Regions from separate parts of the Mus musculus genome. Here region 1 is linked to region 2. A link is a contact called in public promoter capture Hi-C data. All regions are on one chromosome and are shown on one strand. Each heading gives the region's core, a stretch centred on a gene start, on an enhancer-like site or on the middle of the called end of the contact. The rest is flanking DNA. Distances are from core to core; before and after follow the strand shown. Region 1 overlaps Tsc22d1 (TSC22 domain family, member 1). Region 2 has its middle 6.4 kb from the start of Gm36477.

Region 1 (7,483 bases), core at 524-3,023, 410 kb before region 2:
TCAGCTGCGATTTTTAGAGCTATCCTACCTTTTCCCTCTCCCAAAGCTCCTTTTGCTGGCCTTGCTCTTAGAACATCAAAGAGACTCTGAAATATATGTTACTTTCAGACAAAATACCCCTTCCATTGTTTTTTTTTTCCTTTTAATCCTAGGACCCCAAGTTGTACACTGTATGAATACACAGAATAAGAAAAGACAACAGGTAATATTCATGTTTCATTGATTACATCAATTCCTTTAGTATCTTTATCCATTTATGGCAAAACCCAGCAACAACAACAAGAAGATGAAGAATACAACTGAAAAGGCCCTGATGCGGCAAGGATGTCAGACGCTAAATCAAGACAGGAAGTACAAGAAACAGAATACATGATGCTGTCCCAGGTCATCACCTTCACTGAGACAACTCCAGTAATGGGGCAAGTAGAGCAGGCAATTCCCGTTCTAGGCACGGGGCAGACAGACCGCAGCAGCACTCCTCAGCTACTAAACTCCTATCCCGTCCCATCAGGAGAAAACAAAAACAGGGCGAACAGAAGAAAGCCTTGGCTATATGAAAATCCTGTCTGAAAAACAAAAGCAAAACCAAAGACAGACAGACTGCTTATGTTCACAGTGCATTTGACAGTGCCACTTTCTTTGTATTTATCAAGCCAGCGACCCAAATCTCCACAGAGAAATAAAGCAAGGTGCTAGGACGATGGCTCAGCAGTTAGGAGCACTGTCTGCTCTTCCCGAGGACTGGGGCTTAGTTCCCAACACCGCATGGTGATTCACAACTGCCTAACTCTAGTTCGGAAGATCCAATACTGTCTTCCAGCATCCCACAGAACTAGGCACAAACACTGTGCAGGCAAAACAACTGCAAACATAAATAAAATTAAAAAGGAAGGAAGGAAGGAAGGAAGCGGGGGTGGGAGGGGCTGGAGGGATGGCGCCGTGCAACTTTCTTAGAGAGGATCCGAATCCAGCTCCCAGCGCCCTATGCCAGAGGTCTGTAACCCCCTGGAACTCCAGCTCCAGGGAGCTTGAAGTCTCTTCTGGCCTCTTCAGGTACTTGCACCCAAATACATGTGTGTATATACATATACATACACACAATTAAAATAATTTTTTAATGAAATGAAACTCCTCTAGTATCCTTCACACATTTTGGAAGTCACTGACTACTTACTACTCAGAAGTAATGCCAGATTGTGGTATTTCTAAAAACTAAAAAAAAAAAAAAATCATTCTGTCCTCAAATTTAGAGTTCAGCAAATACTTTAAAGCCTAAGTTGACTTCACAGTTTTATGGCAGCTCAGAAGAGTCAAGAGCTCTCTCCATATTAAGTAGCATTATCTTCACAAACATCTTCTATGGCAAATTTTTCACCTTAAAAACAAACAAAAAAAAAATGTCTTGGGCTACAAAGAATTTCAAATTTTACCTTGAAATTTGAGATTTTTTAAACCTCGAATGGTGGCTCAATCTATAATCCCTGCCCTCAGAGGCGGCCTCAGGAGGATCATTGCAGGAGGATAGCCTGGGCTACACAACAAGTACTATTTATATATAGTCTGAGCTATATAAGTACTATGGCCGGGTTACAGAGCAAGAACCTGTCTCAAAAAAAAAAAAAAAAAAAAATCAAACAACAAAATTGCAACATTTGTATTAGCTAGATTCTGGCAACCTAATTTGGGTTTCCTGAAGAATAGAGTGCCTACCACATACAGACTCCATCCCTAATAACTGAGCTGTTTACGAAGGCAGGGGCAGCTGGATGAGCGAGGGCGTGTGTGTCAACGCAGCACTGTTCCGAGCATCTGGCAAACACCTCTGTGGTGCTCTCATGTGGCGATATTCAAACTTTCATTTCTAATATGAATGCATACTTAGAAAAAATAAGATAGGAAACATCTCCAATTGTTATGGCAGGATAATAAATGTAAGAGAAACGGGCTCAAGAACACACAAAAACCATCTGGCAAAGCCACTGGGCTCTAGAACTTTCCTTTTCCCATGTGACAAACTAGTATTATTTAAAAAACAAAAACAAAAACAAAAACAAACCTCATTTTGAAAGTTTATAGAGAACTTCCAAATCCAGCTCAATGGATCTCCGAATTGAAGAATCCCGATTCCGAGTCATCCATCGCCTTATTGATCAGCCTCATTCACTGAGATGGTTGCCATCCCATATGGGGCTGAGAACGGAACAGATGGTCTTCAGGGCACTGTGCCATCCAAAACAATCTTTACAGAGTTTCAGATCCCGTCATCTGGAAACTGATTCTACTTTGGAGTGTTAAATTGCCACATGACACTGTATAATATCCCTAAGTCCCCTTCACTTCCATTAGAAACAAAACAAAAAAAAAAAAAGGAAGGCACGTTTTGTAACAACTTTTGCATCTGTGAACTTAGCTAGCCCAAGCACTCATCAAATACTCAGATAAAGGACAGTCCTCACAGAATGGCATTCAGAAAAACAACCAGCCCCTGATGTCCCCACTGAATGGAATACATTTTTTGGTTTTGTTTTTAACAAAATGACAATCTGTATCATGCTTGGTAGAAGTGAGAAAGAAGCCACTCTGAAGCCAAGTTCTTCCGTACACTCCCTGGCGATACAAACTACACCAAACATCACAAAGACCCAGAATGACTTGCTGAGAAGGCTGGAGTATGTACAAGTCTTAGCCTGGTAGGCAAGCTTTCTTTTAATTTACAATGCTATAAAGGAACCTTCTTACTCGGCACACTAGGGACACCAGCCATGTACAGAGTCTCCTCTGATTTTCCCAAACAGTACCAGGGTTATATTCTAGCCCCCACAGAACAGCTAAGAAAACTGGACTAACAAAGTTTAACTCGTTTATAAAAGTCAATTAAGAAGTAGAAAAACGGGCTGGAGAGATGGCTCAGTGGTTAAGAGCACCGACTGCTCTTCCGAAGGTCCTGAGTTCAAATCCCAGCAACCACATGATGGCTCACAACCACCCATGATGAGATCTGACGCCCTCTTCTGGTGCATCTGAAGACAGCTACAGTGTACTTAGATATAATAAACAAATCTTTAAAAAAAAAAAAAAAAAAAAGAGGTAGAAAAAACAAGGCTAGCGACCAGGTCTGATGCTAAAACTGATGTTCCAATAAAATCATTGAATGCTGACAGCACGAACAGCTTTGTTGATCAATTACTTGAATGCAAAAGCTGTCATGTGTGCTATATATGGGACAACAATTGAGCAAATACTTAACTTGGAAGACACCAAGATCTAAGATGCTTAGGACTTGTGGAGATCTTATGGGCTTTCCCTTCCTTGTATCATTAGCACTTCTGCTAAACACTAGGTATGTATGAAGCAAGCACTTGGTATTTCTGAGACAATACATTTCTATGGAGAGTCCTGTAGAGAGCTTTCTAGACTGACAGACAACTCCTTAAGCTAGCTGCTGTCATTTTCACTCCCCATGGGTAGACCTCCAGGTGTAGGCAACGAGGGGAGGGCATCCCTGGAGAGTGGGCTGTACCAAGTTACTCCACAAAAACTGTCACAACTGCATCTTTCCTTCCCACCCTCTCTACTGGTTTACCACCCACCCTGGTGTTTGTTCATCTCCTAGTGATGTGTTTAACCTCTAACTCAGACCTCAGTTATTCACTACTCATGGTATGTAGACTCAGTGCTAATGGGATTTAAGTTTCATATTCAAAAGCTCAAATATAGTACAGCTTGGCTCTGTGAGAGTAGACTCTATTCTTAAAAGCTTTTGGTTTTACATATTAGATCTATTTATAATAAGCCACTGTAAAGCCTCATGGGCTTAGACTCTGAGTACAACTTGAAAAATAACTGAAACTAAGAAAAATTCCAAAAGGAGCCTTACCTTCCACACACTTAACTCGTGGCCTGGCCCGCGGAGACAGAAGGTCTGGGAAGGTCACGCGTAGAGGTAAACTGACGAGCTTTCACAGCAGCTACTCCCTCCCACTAGTGACAGTGAGAATTAGGGAGCAGACAGGGTCCAATCAGTACCCAGTGATGACCTAAGCCAGCACCTCATTTCTGGGCTTCACTGCACCCCAAAAACCCCAGCTGTCACTTTCAACAGCTCCAATGCTCATTCACGAAAACAAAAGAAAACGTGACTAACTTCTGCAACAACTCTTAAGTACAACAACTCCTAATGCAACCTTTCCAACAACAAATGAAATTTGCATTCCAACAGAAAGGAGGAAAATGATGAATTCCATTTTTAAACTGCATTATTAATCACTCATATAAATTAGCACTTTTGTAGTTCATTAACAAACATAAGCTGCAACAACTAAAAATTAAAGACCTGAGTCATAAATACGCTATTACAACTCAATTAGTTAGAGTAAGGTTTCTGCTTTTAGCCTATTTAACTGTTAAGCTATGCTGAGCATAAGGCAGACACCCTCAGTAAGCTTAGCACTGAGAACAGACAGTCCCATCTACTCATCTTCCGTGGCATAAAACTGTCTCCCTGGACATGGGAGGCAAGAGGCAGATAGAGCTCTGTGATATTTAGGACAGCCTGGGCTACATAGTAAGTTCCAAGACAAGTGAGGGTTACACAGTGAGAGCCTGTCTAAAAAAAAAAAAAAAAAAAGAAAGAAAGAAAGAAAAGAAAAAGAAAAGAGAAGAGAAGACAAGAAGAGAAGAGTGTCTCCAGTTACTCTTCTGAATTGTGACTAGACTCCCACAATTCCAAGTTAACGCCCAGGCAGTACACTTGGAACTGTTAGCTACAGCAATGGGAGCCACCACTGTCCACTGTCTTCCTCTCAGGTGTCCATGGGCCCTTATGAATTTATCATCAAGCTGCCAAAAGTTCAGAAGCTAAAAGGTCTGGGATGTGGAGTAGTCTTAATCCAACAGGGCACGAGGATAGGAGAGGCCTGGATCTAGATCCACTGTTCTCTCGTGAACTGTAAGAAGTACTCGCTAGGAACCAAATGTTAGCGATTTTAGCAGGTAAACAATGTGAACACTCAACTTCAGACAGTAACTGAGGAGTGTGTGGTGGGTCTCCATGAAGGACAAGAACAGTAAAGAGCAGCTGGGGCGAGTGCAGGAGAGAAAGGGGAGAGAGGGGCAGATCTGATGGAAGCTCCTGACCATCACGCCACTAAATACAGCATAAAGACATGGCCCGTGATGGATTCTAAGAGATGCAGGTAGGCTGTGAGAGGAACACCCACTGATGGTGCCCGGGAGAGTTGCAGATCGCTGGGCTCCTCACACCAGGCTGGGCACGTCAGCTCACACCACAGCTGCTGTGTCCACTCACCAGCTTCATTATCTCTGCCCCCAAAGGATACTTAAGAAACGCCCAACGACATAAACACTCAGGGCAAAGTGTTCACTTAGCAGCGTATTTTTAAAACTGTATTTGCTAGGCAAAGTCATCCAACATCATCTTTATAAAGTACATTTCAAAAGCGGACTGTGTTCAACAAAAAGAAACTGTGTACAACTGTCACCAATACAACCAGGTTATCTAGAGAGAGCAAGCAAGGAAATGAGCCTCAAGTTAAACACAAAACTTGCTTATAACGACAATACCTGAAATAGCCACCCCTTTCAACCCAGCAAATCAAAAACTAAGGGGCCCTCTATTATATCAAAATATCTTTATTAGTCAGTAATTCTACTGTGGTAACAGAAAATGCCCTTTGCCCCAGTGCCGCCCAACACTCTTTGAGAAAGCAGAAGTCTCCTGACCACATGCCACCACAGCAGGATGGCTCAACTTGAGAAGGAGAGGGACCACAAAGTGAAATCTTTGGGCATGAAGCAGTCTCTAGGATGAACTAAATGTGGGGGATCCCATTCCATAGGTGGGGGTCCTGGTGACTAGAAATTGGAAAGTGGGCTGAGTAGTGGCATTTGTATCCACACCCACACCCACTGTTTCCTGTCAGTTACATTGTTGCAACCATGAGAAGAAAGTCAAAATTCAAACCCCTAAAACAAGAATTCCATGCACAAATCCCAGATCCCACCATACTGAATAAAAGGCTTCTCTCTCTCTCCTCAGTTTCCTCACCTGTAAAATGGGGATAAATATGAAGCCAAAATAGATGTTCAGAAGATTAAGTAGCTAGCACCCATGTGCTCAGACAACTCAGAACAGTGGTGCTGGTTCTCCACTACTCTACACCAACGCCACCACTGATGTGATTGGAGTCTGAACAGCACACAACATATGGCAGAAACTACCAACTCCCAGGCAGGACAGAGCCTCAAGAGGGCATAATCTAACTCAAAGTGCTTAATTAAAAACAAATTAAAAACTACATGAAAGTACCCTTATCACTGCTGCTACTGAGATACACCATAATCATGTGGCGATTTTAAGGGTAAGTACCATTTCAACTCTGAGTATCCTTTCAAAGCACTCCTAGCCAGTCAATATACTATTTGTTAGTATGTATAGGCACACTAAGAAAGCCTAAAGACAAAAAAAAGGTAGTAACTAAATAACCTGAATAAGCTATTGAGAGAATTAAGTCTTTACTAACAAACAATTCTGAATTTGTAAGTCATTCAAAGAATACTCAGAAATGTACATGGGATATCAAGAATTCCCCAAACCGGACAGTCAGGTGTTACTGCAAAACTTCGAGGGCCCTGGAAGAGTAAGCCATTATTTTCTTCTGTCTCAACCACAGAGAGCTCTGAGCTACTCTGCTCCGTGGATCCATGGATGAGCAAAGCCACGGCATGCATCACGGCCTAACACTGATCTGTCAGGAAACCAAGTCACAGTAAGTCTCCCCAGTCAGCACGAAGTGGTTCTGTGACAGGCAACCAGGCCAAACACTGACAGGTTCACAGACATGAAGGGACACTCTTGGACTAGCCTCTGGTGATCCCTGGATTACATCATTTCCCCTCCTGGTGGTGGGGGTGCTGCTTCTGGTATCATCACCATCATCAGTAGCCCACCCTTAAAATCGGAGGCCTCATCTGTCTCCCAATGCTTCTCAGACACACACACAGATAGTCACTAATGCTACTGTGAGTTCTGACCACTGCCAGCCCTTTCATGGTTCTTTCCCCCTCTGAAGAGCCCCTACTTTCCTCTTCTGAATAACAGGCAACTAATAATGGCCACAAGCAAAACAGATCACAGAAACTGTAAGCAAATGTTTACCAAACTGGTTAGAGGAAACAAACAAACAGACCCCCTCAACAGAAGCAAGTAGCATTCTACAAGCTCAAAGATTGTTTTTACATAGCTGACTACAAAGGATTTCCAAGATAATACCTAGGTATTTTAGAAACATTTTATGGAAAATAACTATGCCAGTCAAAAGTGGGAAAAATACTGATTATTCCGATTACAAAATAAATGGAGGGCTCTTTGTTGTTGTTTCATTCAAGTTAAAAGAATTTTTAACAGCTTTAGAGAATACAAAATAAACAAAACACAGTGCTTGTTTAGGGAAAAAAGAAAAAA
Region 2 (7,230 bases), core at 3,374-5,873:
AAAGAGACTCCATGCGGGCAGAGGATTCATCGGGGATGCTGCTTAGATGCAGATTCTGATTCAGAAGCCAGGCTATGCTCCAAATTCCGAATTTCAAGCAAATCCCCGAGGTAACAGCGGTGTTCTTAGTCCAAGAACTGTGTTTTGCTTTGGTTTGGTTTGAACTCTTTAAAAATCAGCCATACTTTGTGCTTCCTATTACTTTGAGAAACACCAAATGCAACCTGGGGAGGAAAGGGTTTCTTTGACTCATCCCTCTCAACAGCTGATCATGGAGAGAAGCCACAACAGGAACTCAAGCAGGAACAGAGGCAGGACCCAAGGAAAACACTGCTTAATGGCTTGCTTCCGTGACCTTTCTAGTGTAACTCAAGACCTCCCGGGTAGGGTGGCACTGCCCATAGCGGGCTGGGTGCTCCCATAGCAATCAGTAAAGACAATGCCCACAGACACATCCAATGGCCAGTCTGACGGAGGCAATTCTTCAATTAAGGTCCCTTTTTCTCAAGTCGATAACCAAGTTTAGCCATCATAATCAGTATTTATTCATACAAAAGAATGGCTTTCATTATGAGATTCACAGGAGTGTGTACAATATACTCTGATCATATCCACCATTCCATTCCGCTCTCACTTCAGCTGGTCTTCATCCCAAATTTCCCTCCTTGTACTTCCTCTTCCTCCTCCTCTTCCTATTCTTTTTTAAAGGGTTTGTTTTTTGTTTTTTGTTTTTGGTTGTTTTTGTTTTTGTGTTTAGACAGGGTTTCTCTACGTAGCCCTGGCTCCTGGAACTCACTCTGTAGACCAGGCTGGGCTCAAAATTCAGAAATTGCCTGCCTCTGCCTCCCACACACTGGCATTAAGGATGTGCACCACCACCGCCCCCCGATTTATTGGGTTTTTTAAAATAATTTTTAATTAGGTATTTTCTTCATTTACATTTCCAATGCTATCCCAAAAGTCCCCCCATATCCTCCCCCCCACTCCCCTACCCACCCACTCCCACTTCTTGGCCCTGGTGTTCCCCTGTACTCAGGCATATAAAGTTTGCAAGACCAATGGGCCTCTCTTTCCACTGATGGCCAACTAGGCCATCTTCTGATACATATGCAGCTAGAGACACGAGCTCCGGGGGATACTGGTTAGTTTATATTGTTGTTCCACCTATAGAGTTGCAGACCCCTTTAGCTCCTTGGGTACTTTCTCTAGCTCCTCCATTGGGGGCCCTATGATCCATCCAATAGCTGACTGTGAGCATCCACTTCTGTGTTTGCTAGGCCCCGGCACAGCCTCACAAGAGAGAGCTATATCTGGGTCCTTTCAGCAAAATCTTGCTAGTGTATACAATAGTGTCAGCGTTTGGAGGCTGATTATGGGATGGATCCCCGGGTATGGCAGTTTCTAGATGGTCCATCCTTTCGTATCAGCTCCAAACTTTGTCTCTGTAACTCCTTCCATGGGTGTTTTGTTCCCAATTCTAAGAAGGGGAAAAGTGTCCACATTTTGGTCTTCGTTCTTCTTGAGTTCCATGTGTTTTGCAGATTGTATCTTATATCTTGGGTATTCTAAGTTTCTGGGCTAATATCCACTTATCAGTGAGTACATATCATGTGAGTTCTTTTGTGATTGGGTTACCTCACTCAAGATGATGCCCTCCAGGTCCATCCATTTGCCTAGGAATTTCATAAATTCATTCTTTTTAATAGCTGAGTAGTACTCCATTGTGTAAATGTACCACATTTTCTGTATCCATTCCTCTGTTGAGGGACATCTGGGTTCTTTCCAGCTTCTGGCTATTATAAATAAGGCTGCTATGAACACAGTAGAGCATGTGTCCTTCTTACCAGTTGGAACATCTTATGGATATATGCCCAGGAGGGGTACTGCTGGATCCTCCGGTAGTACTATGTCCAATTTTCTGAGGAACCGCCAGACTGATTTCCAGAGTGGTTGTACAAGCCTGCAATCCCACCAACAATGGAGGAGTGTTCCTCTTTCTCCACATCCTCGCCAGCATCTGCTGTCAACTGAATTTTTGATCTTAGACATTCTGACTGGTGTGAGATGGAGTCTCAGGGTTGTTTTGATTTGCATTTCTCTGATGATTAAGGATGCTGAGCATTTTTTCAGGTGCTTCTCAGCCGTTCAGTATTCCTCAGTTGAGAATTCTTTGTTTAGCTCTGAGTTCCATATTTTAATGGGGTTATTTGAATTCTGTTTTTAATAGTGTGTCTGTGTCTGTTTCTGTGTGCAGCTAAGTGCAGGTGAGCTCATTGCCCACCGTGGTCAGTAGAGGGCATCAGATAAAGGTTGTGAGGACCTGAACTCTGGTCTTCCTAGAGTCTAGCATGCACTGAGTCAGCTCTCCAGCTCAGGTATGTATGTTTTAATATGAAAACCTATGAAGATTTTGAAAGGGCTGGTTTAGAACCTTGGAACTGAAAGTGTGGTCCCTGCAGAAGGAGCCCTTAAACACCGTGAGTGGGAATGTAAATTATTCCAGCCTCTGTGGAAATCTGCATGAAGCCTCTTCAGAAAAACTGTCAAGTATATGAGCCTGGGTATGCACCTCAGAGAATCTACGTTAGCACATAACAGAGATGCTTGCCCCTTGTGTTTATCACGGCCGCTTTCACAACATAGCCTAGGTGCCTGACAGTGTCTATAAAGATAGAAAACGTGGCTTAAAGAGATATAAAGACCAATACAATTATTTCTTCTTCACGAAAACAGGTAAAACTGGAGGTCATCAGATAAACTAATATTTTATGGTTTCCCTCATAAGTGGAGTCTTTATTTAAAAAGAAGAGGACACCTGGAGGGCAGCTAAGTGGTTAAGAGAATGTACTGCTCTTGCAGAGAACCCAAGTTCAGATCCTGACACCATGTAACAAGCTGGGCATATCTGCACACCCTGTAATCTCAGCACTGGGGACGCTGGAGACAGGCGGATCACTGGGAATTATTGGCTTCTAGCTTAGCTGGGAGAGGGGGGGAGGTAGGGGGAATGGGGAAGGTAGGTTCAAGGAGAGATCCTGCCAGAAAGGAATAGGTGGAGTGTGGGAGAGACTTCCTGGTGCCCTTCTCTGGCATCCACACATGTGCACGTCACCATGCGTGCTCATGGGCACACACACATTATTTAATATCATCTATGACTGAATGTTCCTATGGTAGTAGCTATTTTATTTTATTATATAGGGATTATTACATTATAATGATTAAGGACTTTATAGTAAACGAGCTGACTTATTTCGCTAAGAGGCATTGTTAAAAAGAGACTTAATCTGTTCCCATTTATCAACGTGTCACTTTTTTTCATGCTCAGTCCAAACTTTGGCTGGCTCAGGTCCCTCCAGCCAGATATTCCTGGTTTGAGAACATCATTTATTTTCTTAGATGCAGCTGTTTTGTTTTATAGGGGCCCAGAATATGGGGGTGGGGTGGGAATTGTGGTATTACATTTTAAATAAACCTTTTTCATATTTTTTGTTGATTCTTTAAGAATTTTACTTCATGCACCCTAGTCCCCCTCATTTCCCAGTTTTATATCTGCCTCCACCCTTGTATCCTGCCCCACACCAAAAAAGAAAGAAAGAAAAAAAAGTATAAAGCTTTTGCCCTAACAACTTTACTGGCAAATGCTCACTACAAAGAGTCATTGGTTTGGTTTAAGGCCTCTGGCATCTGCTTCATTATCCATACTGGTTCCTCACCCGGACTCCTCTTGCTATCCTGTTGCCCAGCCTCTTCCTGAGCTCCAGCAGTTTGAGATGGGGTAGATGTTGGGGTGGGCTGACTCAAAGCCCTGGATTGAGGCCTGGGTGGTAGCTGCGTTGGTCAGCCCGCCAGCTTTCACGAACCCACACCACCAGGGCCAGATCTCCCATGGTATGGGCCATCAAAAGAAAACTTTTAAAGAGACTTTTGCAGTCAGCAGTGATTGTAGAGACTCATAATTGGTCAAACAGAGAGAGTAAAGGACCACTGGTGCCTAGTAGGACATCTGTGTCACCACTTCCGAGGTTCAGGGAACACTTTGTTAGAAAGAGGAAAGATGGGCTACGGTGGTGCATACCATTGGTCCCAGCACCTGGGAGGCAGAAGCAGGCTGCTTTCTGAGTTGAATCCAGTCTTGTCTACAATGTGACAAGGAATGTGAGAGCCAAAGGTGCTGACTTCCAGGCAGGATAAATGCTGTATTCTTGAATTCAGGTAGGTACGACGACCTCCACGAGGTCTCTACAAGACTGGACTTGTCGAAACCGTGTTACAGATGTGAAAGGGGCTCCTCCCTGCTCTTCTCTCAAGATTTGTTTACCATCAGTGGTTGATGGAAGAGTGAGAGATTTTTCTTCAGTGGTGCCTGTGCTTCTGTGACAACCCTAATGACACTCGCTGGGTTGCACACTCACACGCAGGCGTGAAGTGGAAGGTGAAGTTGGGGGAAACGAAGGGATCTGGAGTTACAGGGGAGCAAGAGAGGTGAAGGGGACCCCGCAGAGGCAGGGAAGCGAACTGTGGAAAGGCAAAGGATAAAAACTCAGTTCAGACTGATGCCTTTGGCCTGGACCAGACTCCGGGATTGTTCCTTGTCAGCGGATTTAAAACAGTACAATTAAGGAAGCAGTTTCCAGGCAACAACCTTTCCCCTTCCAGGTTTCCTGGCAACGATTATTCCAATTCTAGCTGTGCATTAAAGCTGAAGATGTGACTACTTAGAAACTCCTTTACAAAGTACATATGTATGACCACAGGGTGGGTTCTATAACTAAAAAGCCCAGAATCTAGTGTGGTCTCTGACTGGTAGTATAGAATACAGCAACGCATACAGTACATGTACCTCCTCCCCACCCATCCCCTAAAGATGATTTCCATTAACTGAGAGCTAAAAATAATGGTCTAGGAGCTGGAGAGATGGCTCAGCAGTTAAGAGCATTGGGGCTCTTCCTGAGGTCCTGAGTTCAATTCCCAGCCACCACATGGTGGCTCACAACCATCTGTAATGTGATCTGATACCCTCTTCTGGTGTGTCTGAAGACAGCTACAGTGTACTCATATAAATAAAATACATCTTTACCAAAAAAAAAAAATGGCCTAGAAGAAAGATATGTCCAGGATAGATGGTCTAGGATAAACATTCTGCAGAATTGGGTTGAGGTCTGCCGCTACAGATAGCAAAATATCCACTCCCAGACTTCTGGGTGGAAAACAGATAATTCCTGTCTGAGGAGAGGCCCTTGTGTATTTAACATTCCTAGTTCCCCAGTGCTCTGTGGACACAAGGACCTTTGTGCCTCCAACAAAGAGGGTAAAGAAGGGCAAATATGATCAAACTGCACAACGTACATAGATGAAAATGTCCATCATTATGGTCATTATTACATGACATTTGCTAATAAAACACTCAGAAGTAACACTCTAGATATTCTGATATGAGAAACTGTTTCTGATACATTAAGTGGAAATGCCAAGTTATAAGATAGTCTTAATCCGGTTTTGAAAAAGAAGAATAAATGTAATTATGTGGAAGACAAAAGAATGAGAAGCACAGGGAGATGCAGCCACCAATAATCATGGTGTGAACTTTTAAAATGCAAGCAGGATCCCAAGTGGATAACTGGGTCCAGGATTCAAAATGGGTGGAGCTTGACAGCCACTATGCTGACCGTGCACACACTAAACTTTGTGGTTCTTACGTAGGCATCAACTTGCCTGTACCAACTTTTAAAATAAATGCATCCCTGTGAGCCTCAATTTGCTGCTTGGAGCTGACCAATCTGAACCATTATCTATAGTCATGTGTAAATGTCAACCAATCAGGAGTCAGGCATGGTTGCCTCTCCCATTCGTGCAGTAGACAGATGGTAGGAACAGCCTCTGTCCCAGCTTTTGAAACTGTGGGCATGATCCCATATGGGATCACATAACTCAGTGTTCAGGTCACAGAAAAATTGACAATAACAAAAAGTTTCCACTGAGCGGTAGTGGCACATGCCTTTAATTCCAGCACTTGGGAGGCAGATGCAGGTTGATCCCTGTGAATTCAAAGCCAACCTGGACCACAGAGCAAGTTTCAGGACAGACAAGGGTCCACAGAGAAACCCTGTCTCGAAAAAACAAAACAAAGTTTCTGAACTTACAACCAACCACCAAAAAAAAAAAAAAAAAAAAAAAAAAAAAAAAAAAAAATCAAACACATAATGAATCCAAGGCGTTCTCGGATAGCACAGCCGTGTTGCGAAGCTCGAGATTCACTGTACCTTGGTTCCGAGCCCACGGTGTACGCACACTACACACACTTTGCTAACAAACGCTGCCGACCCACTTTGGCTTAGGTTCAAGACTGTTGCTTTTACTGCCCATTCAAGTTTCTGTACTTAGAGAAATGTAACGGTGAAAGTACAAAAAGCTAAAATCTTAATCGTCTCCCTACCATCATCTTCCTACCTCAGGCTGTAAATATCAAAGCGGTGTTTCCCTGGATTGTATTCTGTTAGACGTCTGGGTAGAAAAGCTGCTTCTTGAATTGCTGACTTTGAGATTCATTTTTAAAAAACCATTGAGTGAACTTTGCCTTGGGGTTGGGATGTTTCCATAAGCTTTGGCGATGGCCCTGAACATACACCTGTCACTTCACACTATATACGTATGTGAAGCTGTGAGTCCCGTGCATTGATGGTGATAAAGATTAAATATTGATCAATTCCAAAAAATTTTAACGATACCCTACATTTTATAATATTCCACTAGGATGTAATTCATGTAGATACAAATAGGCTGGTTTTCTTTGATGCATGGTAAGATCATTTGTATATCAAACAATCATCTGGATATTAACTTCTGTACAATTTATTATCTGGGAATGTTTGCTTTGTTTCATATATCTATACATCTGAGCTTACAAGAAAGTGTCTTGAGCCTAAAGGTGTCAAGAGAGCTGAAGAGATGGCTCGGCAGTGAAGAACCCTTACTGTCTTTCTCTGGGACCTCAGTTTGCTTCCCATTGCCCTTGTGGGTTGTTCATAATGGCCTGTAACTTTAGCTCCAGAGGAGCTGGCACCCTCCTCTGGCCTCCACGTGCTCCTGAGTACACAAACACAGCACACATTATACCTAGCTAACATAAAAATAGATTAAAACAAAAAAAATTAAGTTTAAAAGGCCATGTCCTAAGGGTGGGACAGTCCATGCTTGTACTTCCTGTGCTTGGAGGGCTGAGGTGAGAGG

The links. Capture Hi-C pulls out chosen DNA fragments and counts their contacts.
Region 1: a promoter capture Hi-C map of pancreatic islet shows a contact between it and region 2. The contact joins two enhancer-like sites. A contact is called at or near these places in 1 of 484 Hi-C or Micro-C datasets (embryonic stem cells) and 1 of 9 other capture datasets (pancreatic islet).

What each region holds. Positions count from the first base shown.
Region 1 is chr14:76,427,306-76,434,788 of GRCm38.p6, reverse strand. The region is part of intron 1 of Tsc22d1 (TSC22 domain family, member 1); the gene reads right to left. Among named protein-coding and RNA genes, the nearest start is that of Tsc22d1, 15 kb to the right of the region's middle. Within about 2 kb of position 1,773, at least 10 of the 459 cell types and tissues checked have an H3K27ac peak or open chromatin away from gene starts, as enhancers often do. A contact at or near this core is called in pancreatic islet, where this site is marked.
Region 2 is chr14:76,023,479-76,030,708 of GRCm38.p6, reverse strand. No RefSeq gene overlaps it. Among named protein-coding and RNA genes, the nearest start is that of Gm36477, 6.4 kb to the left of the region's middle. Within about 2 kb of position 4,623, at least 6 of the 459 cell types and tissues checked have an H3K27ac peak or open chromatin away from gene starts, as enhancers often do. A contact at or near this core is called in pancreatic islet, where this site is marked.